2 separate regions of the Drosophila melanogaster genome follow, and region 1 is linked to region 2. A link is a contact called in public HiChIP or PLAC-seq data. All regions are on one chromosome and are shown on one strand. Each heading gives the region's core, a stretch centred on a gene start, on an enhancer-like site or on the middle of the called end of the contact. The rest is flanking DNA. Distances are from core to core; before and after follow the strand shown.

Evidence for each region. HiChIP or PLAC-seq counts read pairs in DNA pulled down with a chosen protein or histone mark.
Region 1: an H3K27ac HiChIP or PLAC-seq map of the Kc167 cell line shows a contact between it and region 2, with 3 times the contacts expected there. The contact joins the promoter of CG9449 here to the promoter of CG14082 in region 2. A contact is called at or near these places in 2 of 107 Hi-C or Micro-C datasets (the S2 cell line and embryo) and 1 of 6 datasets of contacts at active chromatin or transcription factors (the Kc167 cell line).

Annotation. Positions count from the first base shown.
Region 1 is chr3L:19,496,363-19,499,062 of dm6, reverse strand. It overlaps CG9449, which reads left to right and starts at 1,340. Exons shown (of 5, transcript NM_001275119.1): 1 at 1,340-2,512. The coding sequence starts at 2,351. It overlaps CG9451, which reads left to right. Exons shown (of 5, transcript NM_001275121.1): 5 at 1-866. The coding sequence ends at 585.
Region 2 is chr3L:19,137,557-19,140,256 of dm6, reverse strand. CG14082 reads left to right here and starts at 1,282. Exons shown (of 5, transcript NM_140836.2): 1 at 1,282-1,379.

The sequences.
Region 1 (2,700 bases), core at 91-2,590, 360 kb before region 2:
ACCGGACTCAATATTACCCATGCCCACGATGTCACCAATGTGTTCATCACCCTGCTCTGTGAACAGACTTTCGGCCTGCAGTTGCCCTCGTGGACCAATGACTACTTTCCGGAGAAGATGCTACCCTTGGCTGAAAAGTCATATGTCTACGATGCCTATACGACCGAGCAGCGCAAAATGAAAGGGGGTTTCTTCGTGGAGCTGCTGTTGAAGCAAATGCAGGACAGGATCTCCGGAGCATTGAAGCCAGCCAATCGCAAGATGTTCCTTTCCTGCGGTCACGATTGGACCATCACAAATGTGCTATCCGCCTTGAATGTTTGGGAGGCTCAGATGCCCCGCTTCTCGTCGTTGATTGCATTTGAGCTGCATCAAAACCCGCAAACTGGGGAGTATTTCCTGGAAATCTACTTCCAAAACGATCCCCACAAGGAGCCTCAGCAGCTGCAGATTCCCGGCTGCGAGAAACAGTGTCCCATTGGCAAGTTATTGGAACTTACCAAGGACATAATTCCCGATGCGCCTTATGCAGAGTTGTGCAAAGCGAAGGGAACTCAAGGCGGCGCTAAGATAAGCTATCACTAGAATGCTGATTAATCATGATTAGTGATCTAGTATACAGTATTAATGTTACTTACTAAATGAATATATGTAATTGTGTAACTGCTTCGTGTAACTTAATTTCAGTGTTTGGATGATTGGCACGTTTGGGATGTATCATTAACTAATTAAGTTTGGAAGTGTGAGTGCAACTAGTTTTATAATGATACTCGGCGTTAGGAGGCAGATCATAAAGTTATTAATTTAAGCATTTGGCTATAAAATAAATATTTATCACACTATTTTCTTGCTCAATAAAACATAATAAAAAGATCCTTTTATAATCGTTAAAGTAACACAATATTTCTTACCTTATTAAATTAATGGATTTACTTTTTGTTTACTACTTAAGCATCATAGTTTAGGCAGTGCATACTTTTGGGCTACGGATATTCTAAGAAAAGTTCTTACGACAAATATATACTCAAACAATATTTGCACACTTGGTTTCGATTTAAAGAACCTCGCTATATACTATTTCAAAAATGTTACATTTTGATGTGAATTAATAATTTTCAAGCCGCATATTTTGGAAAGAAAACACCTCAGAGAGTTTATAAAATATGTTATTTATAAGTCAAGTGAGCATTTATGACCAGCATGAGTGTAATGACTGTAATGATATTTCTCTGGATAATTAACACATTTATCATGAACATCTTAATCTACCCTCTCCCTTAAGTCCGCACATCCATCATATAAAGTTAATTCGCTCTCATTAAAATTCAAACAGTTGGCATTCGAAGCTCCACTCACTTGAATCGGAAGTAACTCACAAAAAAGCAAAACAAATTCAAACAAAAGGGCAGTATGTAATTATACCAGATGGACATTGTTTTTCGAAAACTTCCAGTCTTCCAAACCGTAAATCAGTTGTTTTAGCCAAGCCCCAACCAAAGCCAATATATAATTCCGGCAATTAAGCAACGAGAATGGATGATGCGAAATTAACATATTGCCGGATCCAGAAGCTAATCGATTTATATCCAAAGTAATTTACACACGCAGTTTCGATGACAAATTCGTTGGTATTTCGAGTTGGCGGCGGCGCTAAGCATCAAAAAATAAGCAAACGGCGCGAATCCAAAAGTTCATATAAATTAAAAGTCGCGACCGCGTTTTAAAACGCCTCAATCGCTGCGGCGTTGCGTCGGTGTTTGGTTTTTCAGCGCAGTCAAACAAGCATATGTTTATATATATTCGTACAAAAGACCGCCCGCCACATACAATAGCAAATAACAAATGGAATAATAGAAGTAACAAGAGCGACGGTGACGAAAGCATTTGGCGATAATGGAACGATAAAAGAGCCATGCCTTTTCGACTTCTGCAATGATATTTCCCGCAGTCTGGCCGATGATAGTACACAAAGACAGTCGCGTGCGACCCTCGGAAAAGTCGAATGCCAAAGTCCCAATGCGAGTATCGCATAGTATTTAGTCCACGGCAAATAGAAGATAGTGCTGGCCCTACACTCGGAGAAACCAGAGCTATTGGTTTGGGGCACGAAACCCGTTCACCACCCGCAAACCTGTCGAATAAACGAAAAATTAACAAAAAGTCAAAGCCAAGAGCGATCTCAACGAGTTAGTCTTCGATCTGTCTCGAGACCAACGCGACTACCAACAACCAAATCCGAAGCTTGTGAAACCAGAACCAGCCCAAAGTTCAGATACGGAGATTCGGTGACTCGGAGAATCGCAGATCCGATCCCCTAGCAATTCTACGCCTATAAAGCCGGGCCAACAAAATGCCGCGTTCGCATTTCACCCGACGGCATTGTCTCGCGATGACGGGCGGACTAATTGCATCGGCGGTCATAATCTGGTGCGTCGCTCACTCGACGGTCGAGTCGACGGCCAAGCTCTACGATCCCGGCGCTGATAAATCCACGCTCGAGCTGCTGCATGTGGTAAGTCAGATCGATAATCGCAAGCTATAGGAGCTAACTATTAAATGAAATAAATAAGTAACAGTAGAGTAGATTTTAGCTAACCTGCCTCTAGATTTAACACAGGGTATCTAACACTGAAAACATAGAATTTGAGGTAGAGTTTATTAGGCCTATGCCATATATCTTTTTATAGAGCTTTTAATACA
Region 2 (2,700 bases), core at 33-2,532:
TAATTAGCTTAATTTAGCACTACAAGCAAAGTTCTCAACCACTTACTTTAAGTGAAGACCATTTTTGAAATACTGGTATTTCCGAGCTTTCAAAAGAAAACTTCAACCAATAGCTATGCTACTAGTGGTTACAATTTAAAGTGAAAATGATTTAGAAGGTCCTCTTCATTCCTGAAAACGTGTTTGTAAAATGTGTCACTTATATTAGCGCAATAAGTTGGTTTTATTTTGGTGAGCTCAGTTAAGCGTTGTTAGTAGTTGGAAAAGTGAGTATGCAACATAAATATTGTTTCTACTGCCTAGCCCTAGAAATTAAAATTATATCAAAATTTAAGCGACGATCATCATCACATTGGCCCTAGGAAAGTAGCACGAAATGTCCGAAATGCAATTATTTCAATTATTTTTCAATTATAAACCCCATCGCTGTCCATCGGACACTCCATTTGTCCTTGCCAAAGTATTAGGCACGAAATTTGAAATTTTCGGCTGCCTTGCCAAGCAAAACTTACGCGAATTATACTTATATCTACTTACCGACTTATTTTTAGTGCCAGCCGAGCGGAGTGCAGCCAAATAGCTTCGATGACCTTACGTGCATGAATATTTCAGCCGACTGCCGCTTGCTAGCTGCCGTTTTCAAGAGCAAGGCAAGGTCCTCGCAGCTCGGCAAGCGAGGGCGAGTAAGGACGAATGCGGTGCCGCCCACTGGGTGCCAGTAAGCTGGTCAACAGGTTGAAAGTGAGCGCAGCTGAAACTTTTCGAGAGTTGCCAAAAAAGCGAAATTAGAGCCCGTCCGTTGGCGTGGCCATGAAAATTCAATTAGTTGACAGGCGCTAATTAGTAGCAAATTGAAAGCTTTCCACTTGTTGAGAAAGGTTTTTCGAAAATGCCACACGGCCATTGTCCAGGCATAAAACACACATGGCTCACGTGCTAAAAGCTTCGCACGTGTCCTGCCGCACATGGAAAGCGGTGGAAAGTGGTGGCAAACCACCGGGAGGTGGGGGCAAAACACTGGGAAAGCTTTCACTGCCAATAGCAACAGCGTGCCCCAAACACGAGCTCCACGAGCTTTGGCCGACTCCAGAAACCAAAAAATCCTTTTGGCCAACAGTTTGTTGCTCAAGCTGTGCCCGAACGGACGTCTACGCCAGAATCGTTCGCTCCCGACACTTGGGACTTCGATTTAGTTTCGGTTTAGCTTCGATTCGGTTTCGGCCAGGAGTTGGTCTACAGCAAAAAAAAAAAAGGAAAATAAAAGAAAGAAAAAACCAAGAAAGAAAAGAACAGAAACCAGTTTGGTGGGGAGTTGCTTCCCAAATTCAAGGAGTGGAAATTCTTTGCCACTGTGATTGGCAGCCAATGTGTGTGCGTGTGTGAGTGTCTACATATTTGAATAACACAACGATCAAAATTCAGGAAAACCAACAAACCACTATTAAAACGTGCGAACAGGGAGTGAACTTCTTTTCGGGGAAAAGGGACTAACTAAGCAGGCCGAATCAGTTGCCAACTAACCTTGTTACCACCAGTTCGTTAGTTGGCTGTGGAACATGCAAAGCCAACATTAGATTGTGTCAGCCCACTGACTTTAAATGGCAGGCCAAGACGGCTACATGACCAGCAGAACACTGAATACAGCGGCTTTAAAGGTCTTAGGTCGGTGAATAACTCCGCCAGCATGCACTTCCCCAAGGAGCGTCTGTGGCATTTAATTAACACAGGACATTAACTCATCAACCGTGCAAAGTCAGCCGTTTTGTTGGGTTCAACCCATCTGGGCAACTAAAATAGTAAAATGGTTAGATTAAAGGGAATACTAAAGCACATTCGATGGGAGAAATTAGTCAGAAGCGGAAGGAAATGCAGCATGCAACTGAATTCAATTACTTTAAATTCGCTTCACTTGCCTGAATATCAATGATGAATTATGAATTATAACTAAATGTTAGACGGAAATCAAGGGTACTATTTGTTTAGGACGAAAATATTCTTATTAGATTGAACAAGTCAGCTATACACAGTTTCATCAGTTCATATAAGGGACTCATGGGTTATACATTATTTTGTTTCTGCTTATTTAATTGCAAAACAAATAAATTAAACATTTTATGATTCTAAGGAACCTGTTCACCATTTTCTAGTTTCCGTAAAACGCAAAAGCACGGATGTTTCTCAGTTTATTCAAAATTTAACAAAAATAATTTTAAAATTTGAATAATATCCTTAAAATGCTTAATGAATTGTGCAACACCCAGCATACACATAAATATCAATATTAAATATTAGTTAGTTTACATTTACTTAACGAAACTCGTGCCGTTAAAGACTTCCGCCTTCCATTGCTTTGTTAACATGCAAGCTGGGAGAAACTGCCAAATCAGCTTTGATTCGAGGTCAGAATCCAAAATGTTAAAAGGAACAATGAGGTCCGTTTGACTCTGGGCTCCTTTGACTTGGAAATTCTATGGCCAAGTTACAGAGATTTCACCCAAGGCTGAGCCGCCATCGCCATTCACACAACTATTCGCAGTTTTGTTAAGAGTTTAGCGAGACTATTTTGGGCGGAGCATTGGAGCATTCAAAGTGGAGCCAGGGGCTAAGCCGTCCAAGGCCATCTGCATTTCAAATGACCAACGCAACAATGAAGGCTGAGAATCAACAAAAGAGGAGTGCCCCTAAAACAAAAACCCAGTA